Linked DNA regions of Mus musculus: region 2 is linked to region 1. A link is a contact called in public Hi-C data. All regions are on one chromosome and are shown on one strand. The core of a region is the stretch at or near the end of the contact, and the rest is flanking DNA. Distances in the headings are between cores, read along the strand shown. Region 1 overlaps Creb5 (cAMP responsive element binding protein 5). Region 2 has its middle 100 kb from the start of Tril.

Region 1 (7,229 bases), core at 3,233-5,732:
GAGGACAGGTAAAGTAATTTTGCCTAGCAGGGTTTCTGTGAATATTACCGAGATGGGCGGGAAATGCTCAGGTTCAGGCTCAGGAAGAGATGCCCTGTGGAGGAATCTGAGCCCAGCAGACAAAGCACACGTCTCCCTCTTCTTAAACTTCATTTCCCTATTTACACGCCCGATTCAGAAGTCCTATATGTTGCTCTGGGTCTCATTTCTGTCCCAATTACTAGTTCCTGGTGGTTGCCTCTGACTCTCCTTTCAATAGTCATATACTGCTTGCGTTTGTGGGCAGTGGCTTTTGAAGCTGAGTTTAGAAGACATAGAATCCTTAACCTTTAGAAACTTATTTGAAAGATAAGGAAGATGCAATCCAGGAAAAGTATTTAATGTCCTCTAAATCATGCTATTTTCCAAATATGGACCTCTAGATTGTAATATTGTCCAAATTGTTTTACACACACATACACACATACACACACACACACACACACACACACACACACACACACACACACATTCCTAAGCCCTTTTTCCTCAAAAGGCAAAACACTGGGTTCAAGTTAAAAGGAGATCCTGTCTGAAGGTGATAGAAGATTTTTAGTGAGATGGTTGTAGGTATTGAGGTCTTGTTCAGGAAGACTAGTTCTTCATTCCCAGAATAGTGTCTACCCTATTTATAGACACCTGTGAGGCAATCTGGGTGAAACTGCCTGTGAACTGCAGAGTCCTGCATAAATATGCTGCCTTTAATCCCAGCACTTGGGAGGCAGAGGCAGGTGGATTTCTGAGTTCGAGGCCAGCCTGGTCTACAAAGTGAGTTCCAGGACAGCCAGAGCTATACAGAGAAACCCTGTCTTGAATATATATATATATATATATATATATATATATATATATATATATATATATATATATATGTGTGTGTGTGTGTGTTGCTATGTTGCTTAATATAATTTCACCATGGTTATATGAACATGAGAGGTCCATCGGTGTCTATGTGTGCATCATGGTAACTTAATGTGCCTTAATGTGGTAAGAAAGTCATGTGCCTAGGCTTTGCATAACTTAGATAAGGCTTGATTGACAGTCATCTGTAGTAGAGAACTCAGATCTTGAATCTTGAGGTTAAGAAAGGGGAAAGAACCCCAGTGGGACTTTGCTTTTTGGGAGTCCATGCCAGCCCCTGAGGTACTGAATGCCCCTTTCTTATATTTAAGGCATGCTGCTTTTGAAGGGCTGAGTCTATGGAGGAGGGCAGGCAATCAGCCACCTGCTTTGTGGCTAGGAATATAGTCAATGAATCTCAATTGATTGGGATTCACTGCTCTACATGCTGTAGAAAAGTAAGCAGAGTCCTGATTTGAGGGATCCAGTAATTTGTAGAGTGCGGGCCTGGCACTGAGTTTCGGTATAAGGGAACTCTTTGGATGAGTGGTGACAGTACCTCAAAAAGTGACCTGAAGGCAGTGCACAGATCCAGCTGGACGAAAGCCACACCCAGTCTCATGTTTGTCAGGGGGATAATATAAGCACACCGTGGAAGAGACTAGGGAAACCTTAACAAGAACCTGAATCTCGCTGACTCTCAATTTTTCTCCTTTGCATGTGTTCATGCACATGTACTGTGTGTGTGTGTGTGTGTGTGTGTGTGTGTGTGTGTGTGTGTGTGTGTGTGATATCTAGGTTCTTCTGTTTCTTGCATCTTCTACGTTGGGAAAAGAATTCTGCTCAGTGCTATTCATGCCAAGTCTACCTAATCTGAAGGAAGAGGGTCTGTTTGGGGACTACAAACTTGTAATTCTATCTTACTTACTCTCTAGGGTCTTGTGAGTACATGGATGTGAAATGTTACATAGACTGCAAATATTGCATCCACAGATCATGGCTTCAGCTCCTCCAGTTTCCTAAAGAGTAAGCTCTGTAGACAGTCCAGACTATGAAAGAAATTCCTTTCCTTTTAGAGGGTATTTGCAGGACATTCCTTTGGCTACAGCACAGGAAAATAAAATCAATAATGATATATTTTATAAAAGATGGAAGCTGAACGTGTTTGACTTGGAACCCCTTATCATCCGTCTCTGGTTCTCAGGCGATAAAATTGCTGAGCTACTTTTTTTGCATTAAGAAGGAGAAATTAGCGGGCCTGTTTGTTTCTTTTTGTTTTCTATAAAAATATACTCTCATTCTCTTACCAGACTCCTAAAGTCAAGTTTGAGAGTGGCATAGACAGAACAACTTCGGAGTTGATTTTAGCTAAGTTATTTTTTTACCACTTAAAATAAAAAGGCTCGTTCCCATTCACATGGTGATGTCTATCCAGATGATATTGACTCCAGATATGGAGGATAAGAATAATGTTTACTGTTGTCCAGGGGTGAGGGTGCGGGTGTGGTCAGGAGGGCTGGGAAGTCCTCTCTTCTTCCCAGTGGCTCTCTTCTTCTCAATGCTTTTTTCCTTCCACATGGCAATTGTGGTTAAAGGGCTGGGAGATTGTCGGCAGCTGTTGAGCATCCTGTTAAGATGATGGGAGAGTACAAAGGAGTTTGGTTCTATTTACAATGCATTTGAGGAAATTTTCTGTTATTGATCTCTGGCCTCTGCTTTCAGATCAGACTCCGACGCCCACAAGATTCCTGAAGAACTGTGAAGAGGTGGGTCTCTTCAGCGAGCTGGACTGCTCCTTTGAGCACGAGTTCAGGAAGGCTCAAGAGGAAGAGAACAGCAAGCGGGTAGGTGGGCCCGGGTGGACACCGGAGGTGTGTCGCCCAGCACGGTGTGGGGTGTGTCTGCCACTGCAAAGTGTGTTGAATTGTTCACAGATCAGTAGAAAAGATCCGGCTAAGTCGTTCAGGCTGTTACTCACGATCCTAGTTACTTGGTCTCCCAGACAGTAAGGTTACAGGTGTGTGCCAACATGCCTGTTTGTAATCGTGTTTTATCGATTTGTGGGTGTCTGTCAAACTGTTTTTTTCTTCTAAAGTGGTGTATCTCTGATTGTGAGAGCATACAGAGCTCCGATTAATCGTGGGGAAATGGGTGTCTGAAACATGGAATTCAAGGTTCCTTATTCTTAAAGCTGTGCCAAATGAATTCACCTTGCTATTTTTTCATTTTTCTTTTTTTAAGTATTTAACAGCAGATTTTGCATACGCAGTGCGTTCAGAGGAGATCAGGCCAAAGGCTAAAAACTCCTCAAAAGGCAGAAAAGAGGATTTTCATCTGATTCAGGCCCTGCTTGCAGCTGTCTGCTTTCCATAATCTCTGCTTGTTCTCCACCAAGAGTATAACCACTTCCTGGTCACGTTACCTATGTTGTTGGTGAGACAAACCGGTTAGCTACAACTCTAGGTCTCTTAGTGAGATTCTTCAGGTTCTTTTTGTCCATATATTTGTCTATATATTTCGTCCACATATTTAAAGTTTTGGTAGAATTTAAAAATCACCTCACAAGATTAAGGAAAGGAGGTGGGCCCACAGGTAACTTGGACAAGTGTGCTTCCCGTGAGTTCTTGGCTACTGTCACAGGGTGTCACTGAACTCACACAGCGAGCTGAGCATGGGCGACACAGTCCATGCAGAGACGTGTAGAACGCGGAAGATGGTTAAAGGGGACACCCAGCTAGATGTGCTGTGACCTGAAATTCCAGACGCTTTAACTGGAGGTTTTAAGAAGCTTTGATAATTTTCTGTTTCCAAGCCTTTGACTCTTCCTATGCGTATGATTATAATAATCCTTCTCCATCCAATTTTCATGTCACATTCACATGTCTCGCTAGCTCAGGGCTAGCTCATGGTGACTAAGCCGCCCTGTCTTAGTAAAATGCACGATGCAGGATACAGTCTCAAGCAGCTCACTCTGATTATAATGAACTGCCCTCTCACTTCTCTTCCCACTTTTCCAAACATGCTCAGATCTGTTGTTCTTTGTGAGGCAAAGCATAAAGTCTGAAGCACTCTCAGAAACACTTTACAAAAACCTAGAAGATATGCCTGCTTATCACTGCAGTGCAGATAAACTTAAAAACTCACGAGAATAGCAAGGGAGACCCGGGAGTCCTGCACAATGCAGTTTAATTAATAAACTAGTTGGACTAATAAGTTTAATTCTTTTGATCAGTTCGTATATGTAGAAGACTGTTTGAGGAAACAGTGTCATTCAATTTCCAGACAGTCAAAGTGGGCTTCTTAGATTAAGATAAAGATACGTACGGTCAAATCTGTCTCTACACTCTTGCTGATAGACTGGTTGTAAGTGCGTGCTGTTGATTTCCTTAAAGGTCTTTTACCAGGAACAGTTCCATGCCGCCTCCATTGGGGGGTGTGGCTTGAGGCAAGCTCACTGTGAGTTATTCATGGCTCCCGAGTGAAGCCTTCTGTGAGCAGTTTTTACAGATCTGAATTCCAGGAAAGGGTTTGCTTCCCCTGAGGAACTCGAGCATTTTCTGCTTGTGGCCATGAGAAGCATGGACTGGCTGTGTTTCTCTTTTTGTTCTGACTGCTACATCCTCGAGAAGCCCGGAGTACTGCTGAACTAGGAGAGCTCTTTAGACCACTATAATGAGTAATATTTTACTTCCTCCATCTGCTAGACTTTCAGTTCTAGTTTATATTTCCTCTGGCCCTGATTTCTAATTATACAAAAAATATTTTCATGCTAGACAGGTTTTGGTGACTTGCTTTAAATTTTTCGTAAGTTAAAACGACATGAACTCCTTGAAATTTAAAAAGTAAATAATGAAACAAGTGACACTGAGCAGAAGACTGTGGTGAGGCCAGAATAATATTCTCTTATGTTCAAATGTTGCTCGTTGCCATGGGATACGCTAATGGTGGGGGTGTGTGCTGAGGGAGTGGAGAGGAGCCTGAAGACAGCCCCCCAGGACACCATAGCAAGCACTGGGAATCAGGCCACATTCACCTTGTTGAGGCTCCCTCACCCTCTGTTTGGTTTGAGCCAGAAGGACCAAATCCAGCCTTGAGTGGTCATCACTACAGGAGGAGACAGCTCCCCAGTGACTAATGCACAGGGATTCATGAGCAAAGCGGCTGTGTTGGGGGTTTATGCCCTGGCATGGCTTTAGAACCCCTGGGTAAGGAAAGCACAGAAGCAGCATCCTTCCCTATCCTTCCCTATATGATAGTGTGCGTTCGCCTTCCTCCAGGACTGCTATTCTGGAGCTGTTAGCATCCCTGAAGGCCTGCAGCCTAATGCTGCCCACTTCATCTATTCTTATTAAAAAAAAAAAAGAAAGAAAAGAAAGAAAGAAAGAAAGAAAGAAAGAAAGAAAGAAAGGAAGAAAGAAAGAAAAAGGAAAAAGAAGAAAAAAAAGAAAAAAAGCAGAGATGGTGAAGGCCACGTTCACTGCATTCCTTATCATTTTCCTATTCTCCTCGTCTCCTCTGCTTTCCTGTCAATTCAGGTGCTGGTTTCATTTTCAGTGAGCTTCTTCACAGTGCCGGAGGTGACAGGCAAGCATTCCGTTTCTCAGATGTATCCCTAACTCCAATTGTGTCACCTTTATTCTACACACAAACCTTTTTCTGATTTCTTTACCTGAGCAGAGTTCTCTCTCTCTCTCTCTCTCTCTCTCTCTCTCTCTCTCTCTCTCTCTCTCTCTCTCATATGTGTGTGTGTGTGTTCATGTGTGTGAACATGCCACGCCTGGCTTTCTGAATTCAGGCCCTCAGGCTTGCATGGCATCTCCCCTGCCCACTCTCTGTCCAAGTCTTGAATTGGCTCATCAGTAAAGTTCTACAGAAGGGAAGTTCTCGCTCACTTGGGGAATTGGCCTTTGATGTCCTATGCTTCTTCTTTACATTTCCAGCTGTAGGGTTAGAAGCTCTAGACACCAGGCAGATAGGGAGTGGATGCTTATTAGTCTCAGTGCCCATCGAAACAATTGCATCTTATTGATTCTGCCTTTAATTCTGATGTCCTTTTCCAAAATAATCTCAGTGTGTCTATGGAATGTAAGGTTAGAGCAGATCACAGCCGGGGGCAGAAGACCCCAGTGTCTGTATCAATATTACACAGCAAATTCCAGTCTCTAAGATGACCTCTATTTTTGATACCAATACAAGCTCATTGCTTCATAACTCTTCTGTAAGAAATCTCCAACTCTGAAAGCGTGTTATGATTCTCTAGCAGGCATTACAAAGCTCAGCTTGCCCGTGGCTTAGCACTCCGCAGCCTGTATCCTGAAGCCTGTGCATCAGGTTCCATTCAGGAAATGTTTTAGGGAGATGTCAATATACCAAGTGCTACCCAAGGCACTGATGAAGACACTAATAGATACAAGTGGTTAAAACAAACAAGCAAACAAGTACGCAAAATGTCTCAGCTTTCAGGTGACTTACTTCTTATGGACCAGACATTGCATCAGCGAAAAATGCCCCACAATGTACTATGGAGTTCAATGCCAAGGAGCTGAGGAAGGGCTGGGTGTGTTCAGAGAGGGCATCCCGACCCAGGGGACCTAGAGACCCAAGTAGACAAGTAGACGTTCTTAGCCAGAAAAGATGAGTTGTGAAAACAGAGACTGAGTGTGAAGGCCTAAGACTGAGTGATGGAGTGTGTGTTGCAGAAGTTGTCAGGGAAGGATGCCCTAGAGAGTTGGGTATGGGAAGGCAGGCCCAGGAGGGCGAGGGTGATGCAGGCCTTTTGGAGTGGTCAGTTTTGACTCTGACTCTAAATGGGATAGGAAGCCATAGGGCGATTCTGAGCAGAGAAGTGACAGGGCCTGACATAATGCTTTAGAAGTCATTTGGACACTGAGCAGAAAGCCAGTGGTTGGATGCTGAAGAGAAAGTATTTAAGGAAGAATTGGGGAGGGGGGATCTAGGTTAATGTTAGAAGTACAATTGCCCAAAATAGAGATGGAGGACATGCTAGCGTCTAAGTATATTTTTAAGGACAGAGGCAATGGTTTCGCTGGCAGAATATACTGAAAGTAACAGGAAGAGGAGGCTTAGAGAAAGTGCAGGCTTTTCAGAACAGGTTGAGGAGAGGCTGATGTCTCAGTTCATAAGACAGAAGGGACTTGCTTCTGACAGCGCTGGGTGTGCAGTGGACCTCTAACCCTGGACCTGGGCAGTCTCCCTGAGCGCTCCAATTCCTGCCTTATTCAACTCTGGGGAAACTGAGTCAGGAAGAGTCAAACTGAGGTACAGCTGCCTCAGACACTCTGAGGAGAAAGGTGGGGCACTAGTTTTGTGATCAAGGTCAGAATAAAGGA
Region 2 (7,770 bases), core at 4,376-6,875, 330 kb after region 1:
TAACAAAAATCCACATATTTGTTTAAGTTCTTTCCCTCACACTTAAAATATTAGCTAAAGAAACCAAGTTTACTTTAGAACAATTTGCGCAGACCCTTTAGAAACAAGCTAGCCAAGCAGTGTAAAGACGTGATGCCAGATAGGCTCTTGGTGGCTGCGGGAACCGCTTTCTAACTGGTTCTTGCTGGGCAGGGATGTACTTCTTCCACCCTGAATACTGATAATAGAAAATACTAACAGAGTTTCTTTTCCATAACTAAACTATTATGTTCATATGAGCACAACACTTTACATAGACAGTAAAAACCCTGCAAGTCATAATGAGAAACGGCCTTGCTTCTGAGCCACGGTGTTTTAAGCAATGTTGCTTCACTTCGTGCAGTGTGACAACAGGATTAGTGCGCATGTTGTATGTTGATAGCTTGGTCTTCAGTGAAATCATGGGATGTGAACTGTCCACACTGCCAAAAACACCCTAGACTCATTACTTGTTTGATTTAACATTAATTTTCATTTTTTTGCCTTTAGAAAGCTCTTAGTGTTGCCAAAATTTTTACAACACCCAATATTCTATTACATGGCCCAGGAGGTTATACCCCCATACTTTAAGAATCTGTGGTATGTACACATACTTTGCTATTTTTAAAAAATATGTATATATGTATATTTATTACAAAATATATACAAAATGTATACAAAATAATATATATAATTTATATAAATACAACATATGTATAGTGAATGTGCAAAATATATACATATATTATACATAAAATCTGTTTGGACTGATATATGTAAAAGTGGTAACTGGCTATTCTTGGTAAATGACTATTCTTGCATGCTAGGCAGAATTATCAGGGATATTTAATACACTCTACAATTTTCTATGTGGTATGACTTGAATTTTAATTTGGAACACCCATTACTTTACATTAAAAAGAAATATGTTGGGGCTGGAGAGGCGGCGCCAAGCTGAAGGACATGTACTGCTCTTGAAGAGGACCCAGGTCCATTCTCAGCATACACAGAAGGCAACTCACAACTGTCTGGAACTCCAGTGCAGGTCATCTGCCGACCTCTGGCCTCCACAGGCACTTACACACCTGTGGTGCACATAAACATATGCAAGCACACACACATAAATGAAAATAATAAGCAAATGTTTTTTAAAGGAAGAAATCTGGGCTAGAGTGATGGCTTAGTAGTTAAGAGCACTGGCTGCTGTTACAGAGGTCCTGAGTTCAAATCCCAACACCCACATGGCAGCTCACAGGCATCTGTAGCCGCTGTAGTCCCATGAGATCTGATGCCCTGTTCGGGTGTGCAGATATAAACATAGACAAGACAGCTGTACACATATAATACATAAATAAATAAACCTTAAAAAGGAAAGATTTATGTTTTTATTGAATATATTTTCCCTAAAACTGATGTTGTGCACATTTCTGAATTGTATTGGCTCATTATTTCTTCCAACAATAAGATCCTTCTATAATCAAAAAGGCCTTGGTCCTTGAAGGCACTTCTATAGAGGAAGCATGCAGAATATCCCTTGTAAATGGCAAAGGCCTGTTGAACTGCAGACCACTAGTGAAACATCAGTGCGCCACATCGGTGTTCTAAACATTTTTTCAGAGTAAATAGTTTTTGGAAATATTATAGAAATACCTTATTAACGAAAACCCTACAAATTCAGAATTTATAAAGTCTTTTGAGATGAGTGAAAATTGCCTTTTTGAGTGTCGGTAATTATGATAGATGCATTAAGCATCCCGTTGGCTGAATGTCAGGGTGAACACTTCATTTCCTGAGAGGACACACAGCTCGCTTCTTACTCTCTGTGGACACCCACTCCGTGCACAGCCACGTGATTAATAAGCACATTCTTTGATAATTATTATCGAATGACCAGATAGCACGAGGCTCGAATGCACATAAAGCTACTGCTTGCTAATGGAAGTTATCAATGGTCCTTCTGCCAAACGGCCTTGGACGTCATCATATGAACAGTGTTCTTTTCATTCTTAAAACTAATACAACTGCATTCTTCTCAGGCTTTGAGCTACATTTTTTTTTCTTTCTTTCCCTTGATTAGTCTGTAAGAGTAGCATGTGCTAAAATGTCAGATATAATTAACAAAGTTTAAACAGACATGGGGAATGTTAGGGGAGCTGTGATCAAAGACATCTTACCCAGAGACTGGTTCCTTTACATGCTTTGCTTTTGGAGTCAATGATCCGAACTCATTGATCGTTTCTTTTCATGGCAATCAATTCGAGTCACTCCCACTTGAAATGATCCTATCCTATGCACGGAGTCTCTAGTCTATCACCCTTTTCATAGTAGAGTCTTAGTGAGTATTAGTCTCTGCCATCATTGAGTTACTTTCCATTTGCAGAGGTGATAGTTTTGCAAGGAAAGAGCCTCGGGAAGCTCCAGAGGGTCAGACGCCCTGCACAGGTTCCTCATTAGCTAACGGCAGTGAGTTCAACAACTGAGAACAAGTGTGTGGCTCCACATTGCTCTTTAACCGCTTTCAGTTTTCCATAGGTGAAGAGAGATCAAAGAGTAAGCCATAGGTTATACGCCTTCACAGACCCTATCTCACCATCAAGGAAGCAACTAAACAGTCTCTTACAGCTGCCATACATAGTCGTCATCTTCCAGATCTTTGTGAATAAGGGGTTAGAGGAGGCGAGCATGCAACATTCCAGAACACCTGCTTCATCATGCTTCTAATGTGGCAGCAGGCACATACACAAAGCGACGGGGCGGCATGGTGACATTGTCTTGCGTGTATGTAGTAGACTTTGTGCCCTCTCTCCACTTGCTGCTGTTTGGATTCCTTTTCCCATGGCACACAGTTCCACAGGAAGCCTTGGCCAATAGGATTTAATCAACGCAGAACGACAAGAGGATTGTACTTAAGCATCACTCATTCTTAAGAGTGGATTAAAATCAAGTATTAGAAGAATCCAGACTCGGACCTCAGTGTCCATGCACAAGGCTTTCCCCTGTGGCCTGTGAAATCAGAACTCAGAAATCAGCAGTGAGGGACAGAGCTTGCGAGGGTGACTTATGGTAGGTATCGAAGCAGCTACCACCATCACTCCAGATTGGGTCAGGCCATCGAGCCTTGGTGTCCTTCTGGATATCTAGCTCATAACGGGGTAAAGAAGAGATGAATCCCCTTAAGGCTGCATCTTATTCTCACTTTTGCTATTAACTAATGTTTTGCAAAGTGGTAGGAAAATGTCAGAAGATGATTAATTCGAAAATTTCTGAGAATTGGAAATCTGTCCACCTCCCCTTCCTTATTTTTTTCCTTCCACTTATTTATTTCTTACATTTTGATAAAATATAGCATTAATTGCCATCTTCTCAAAATATTTCAGCAGAGCAAAAAACCTTCCCCACCCCCATCGGATTCTTGGTTTGAGTGAGGACGAAGGACAGGGAAGAGACGAAGCTTGCTTCTGCTAGGCTCTCACGGAGCTTGAGGGTTCTCCGTGTGAGAGAGCATTCCTAGACTCTATTTTCCACACCTAATAATTCACCCTCCCAGGCCCCCATGCATGTGTTTATCAAGGTTGGTACCTTCACCCCCCCCCCCAATTATGTAAAATTCTTCACTGCCTTTACTTCCTCTGAAACAGACCAGCTCTTTCATTAAGAATATTTATGGGAAATAATGTATTTGTGGAGTTGAAGGCCAAGTCAGTTGTCTGGATGCAAATGTGCAGTTGGAGGGTTTATCAACAACACTCACTAATGGAAAGTACTAATCAAAACTTTTCTACAGCAGTAAATTTTTATATTTTAACCACTGGATTCCAATTAAATGTATTCAATATAGCAAGCTTTGATTAAGCAAATTTAAAAAGAGATTATGTATACACCCCTGTGAAAAACAAGGCAGGCTAGGTATGCAGACACTTGTATATTCTTAATAGAAGTCTTTACCTGAAGATAAAAACCCAATAAATTGTGGCCCATAATGTGCCTTGGACCGTGTTGATTTACCTGTATTACAGAGTCAGCAGAAATCAGTCTTACCAGGTACACACCACACTTATATATTCCGTGCGTATAAAATGCATATAAAAGATCCTTTTTTCTTTTTATAAAGAATTACTGAATTTCATTAGGGCAAGTTTTGCTCTAAAAAAAAAAAAAAAGTTTCTTTGTGGACTGTGGAACACACTGATTGCAAATAAATGAGAGCCTGTGCCCGTGCCTGTAAAGGGAGGAAAAACGCTTAGTGTGGAAAAAACACCATAAATACAAGATTTGCCCATATCCTACCATACAGTTAGTAAGATCTTTAAAAGCTTCTCCCTGCTTTCACTGGTATATAAATATTTTTCTAAATGACTCAAAAAAGATATTATGTTATTTAATTGAGTCTGCTAGGAGAGGTCTGGGGACAGACGAATGAAAATCATTTGGGATTTTTTTTTCTTTAAAAAAAGTCATTTTCCTCATCTTGAGGATTTAAACACAACATCTCTGCACATTTCCAATAAAAATGTCACAAACTTTTCATATGTGGGACCCCCTCTCCGTGTTTGAGTTCTAGGATTAGTTGCAGCCTTAGAAAAATATTTAATTCTCTTTATTCTGTGACAAGGCGTAATGAATCCAGGCTGAGTGTCTTAAGGAAACTCAAGAAACCTCTTGACAGCAAGACGGCTCCCAGACCCCCGTTCCTGTCATGGTTTTCCAAACCCACACATGAGCTGGACCCACATCTGAAGAGAAGAGAAGGACGGGGCTTCCTTCCCTGACCTTTGCTGTATTTAAGTATGAATTGTGTTTATTGCTCAGTCTCTCTGAGTGTCTAAATGCCCCTTTTGGGCACAATTTAGACTTCTCAGAGTGCATATAATAAATGCAGAGACGCTCATTACTTCTGTCTCTTATACCCCATCTTGCTCACTGCCCACCTTTGGGGGATGTAAAAAAAAGCCATACCAGCCTTCTTCTGTCCTTGCTTTAAAATAATGTCACTATGTGAAAATCTTGATAGAAGTCCTGTAGTGGCTTTTCTTTCCTTGAAAACCCATAATGCCTTTAAAGGTGTTCCATCAGACACTGCACGTTTAAAGAGAAGTGAGAGGCACGTGATATTATGAATCCTTTTAAATCTCAAAATTCAGGGGGACAAATAAAAACGATTTGTTTCTTGTCTTGGGATCCTAATTTTATAGATGGAAGAGGCTGCTATTGAGACGACTATTTTGTAGAGGAGAGTGGCAGACCTTTCCAGAATTTGGAAAGGGAAGCCTGGACCAATGGGGCTGTTTCCCAGGTGACTGTTGACGCTAGTTCTGCGTTCCATTCCTGTTTCAATATACTTTTCCAAACCTCGGGACAGTGGGAGAACCGATCCAGGCTCAGAGGAGGTTGGTGAGTGTCTCCAGATATCCTCTTGGGCAGCCTGCCTTGGGACCATCTCCCAGCCACCAGCCTCTCCCCGGCAGAGGAAAGTGTGTGCACCAGCCATTCTCTGACTGCAGTCACTGAAGCCTTTAGGTTAAAGAGACAGCCTGTGTAAGTGTCCTAGGGTAGGGAAATCACTGCCTGAAGGTCACCTGTTGGGTACCTCCTAAGGTCGTTTCCTCAATTCGGGCGCCCTCTGGCGACGCCATGGGAAACTGCACCCCTTGTAAGGTGCGTGCAGGGACAGAAGGGATGCTGTCTGTTGAGTTTGACCCTGCAGGACCGACTAACTGGGCTCTGTTCTTACCTGAGTGTTTCAACATCGCAAAGCCTCAGGCCACAATCTACCCCAATAGTCTTAGATGATACTGCACCTCCAACTCCAAACAGAACCTGGCAGTTTCCTGCCTTCTAGTACTGACCTGCTCCCCTGCCTCGCCCCCTCCCCACACCTGCAGACCACCACATGATCTACCTATTCTTTTGTTTATATTTACCCCTGGTACATCTTTTGATGTATCAATAGAACAAGCTAAAGTCCCCTTGGCCCATCAGACTCTAAAGAGGTTACTTGTGAAGCCACTTGCGGATGCTATTGAAGTCACTATCATCTGCATTTAAGTAACGGCGATTACACTGGATCATGTGAGTGGGCCTATATCAACTGGAAGACTGGTCGAAGCAGGCTTGAGGCTTCCAGAGAGGACAGAGACAAGATCTCCATAGGTGGGCACTAGCTTCAACTTCCCGAGTCTCTCTGCCTCCCATCTTCCTTCCTGAGGTTGCACAATGAAGTTCAGCACTGCTCATGCAGTTTAGGCATAGGGCAAGTCCATTTCTCCTAGCGTGCCTCTTCCTATAGTTATGGTTGAACATTACCTGACAAAACTCACTCAGCAGACATCAGGAGCAGCATGAAGGGAATCCAGAGTACCAGCAGAGTACCAGACAACTGTTCTGATTGTCTGTTGGTGCCGCCAAGGGCCAGATGACTGGATTGTTCATTTATCTGGGATTCAGTAATCCCAGCTGGGTAGAGACAAGAAATTGGGCACTGAGTGGAAGAGGAGAGGGCAGGAGTGAACACATAGAGCTCTATAGGGCAACAGGGTAGTTTTCAAACCTGGGCCAGAAGCCATCTTTAATTGATGGTTTGTTGTGTGTGCTGGTGGCATGCGTGGAGCTATGCAAGGATACAGTAAGAGGAGGTGCCTGTGGAGGCAGCAGACAGCAGCCTGCCCTGAGGGCCTTCAGTCTATCATCACTGGAGATAGAATGTTTGTTTACCCCACGGTCAAGCTTTCTGAGTCATCTGCCCACACAGTGCATTTTCTTTGCACTCACTGTTTCTATGTATGGCAAAGGGATGACACTTGCCGATAACGGATCAGAGCTGTAGAAAGTTGGCAACAGCAAAGCAAGCCAGAATGGGGTGGGGGGGGGGGGAAGGAGCCTCCTTTGTGAGTAGCAAGACCACTGGTTCTAGGCCAACCTGGGAGTCAAGTATAAGACCTCATCCCATCTCTCACATCACCTCCTTGTGTCCGTGACTTACCGCACCAAAGACACCAACAGCAATAAAAGAGCATTCCAATTGACACACGTGTCACGAGTCCCTGTCTTGCCTCACTCTGTAGCCAGTCCCTAAATCTGTTTTGCTGTCACCATGGTATGCAAATGGATTGTTCCTAATGCTCCCTTCCACGGGAATCCAGTTGAGTTCTCCATGGAGTTCTTACTTGATCTCCACATCTTCCTTTGGGCTCTTTCCCAGTTTCTCCTCAGCCCTTTGGAAATGACTCTCTCTATTGTACGTTCCATGATTTTGAAGGAGGCTTCTCAACTACCCATCCTCCTGCCCCAATGTGTCATGCTTCTTGGGAGATGAGCAGTCTCTGATAACTCCTGTTCCCTTGTGGGTTGTGAGGACAGTTTTCCTGAACCAGCCATTTTCTTGAGTAGACATTTGTACAGAAGGGAAACATATCACCATCATGAAAAAATCACCAGAAGAACTCAGCATCCTCTTTCCCTTGATGCCAACCTGGTGCCTGCCCAGAAGGCTATTGCTGGATTAATGATACCAGAGACTGGTCCTCCTCAGGACCTATTCCAGAAACCGATCTCCACAGAACCTTTGCCAAGAATAGCAGAGGCTCCAGGCTGGCCCTGCCCACCTCTGCATGTGGCTGGCCTCGGAGGTTTAAGGGTTGGCTGTAGAGTATCTGGCACCCCTCCTCCTGTGCTCTGTGCTCCTTTCAGTTTTCACAAATCTCACACCAGAGAGAGAGAGAGGACCTCCTCATCAAACCCTGCCTCCATCTCCGC

The links. A called contact is a pair of places that touch in the nucleus more often than the background predicts.
Region 2: a contact with region 1 is called in a Hi-C map of bone marrow-derived macrophages, with 22 read pairs. The contact joins two enhancer-like sites. A contact is called at or near these places in 1 of 15 datasets of contacts at CTCF or cohesin (pro-B cells), 8 of 484 Hi-C or Micro-C datasets (the Ba/F3 cell line, the C2C12 cell line, bone marrow-derived macrophages and 4 more) and 1 of 9 other capture datasets (embryonic stem cells).

What each region holds. Positions count from the first base shown.
Region 1 is chr6:53,386,184-53,393,412 of GRCm38.p6, forward strand. It overlaps Creb5 (cAMP responsive element binding protein 5), which reads left to right. Exons shown (of 11, transcript NM_001327821.1): 4 at 2,602-2,723. Among named protein-coding and RNA genes, the nearest start is that of Gm38815, 82 kb to the right of the region's middle. Within about 2 kb of position 4,483, at least 49 of the 459 cell types and tissues checked have an H3K27ac peak or open chromatin away from gene starts, as enhancers often do. A contact at or near this core is called in bone marrow-derived macrophages, where this site is marked.
Region 2 is chr6:53,716,191-53,723,960 of GRCm38.p6, forward strand. No RefSeq gene overlaps it. Among named protein-coding and RNA genes, the nearest start is that of Tril, 100 kb to the right of the region's middle. Within about 2 kb of position 5,626, at least 13 of the 459 cell types and tissues checked have an H3K27ac peak or open chromatin away from gene starts, as enhancers often do. A contact at or near this core is called in bone marrow-derived macrophages, where this site is marked.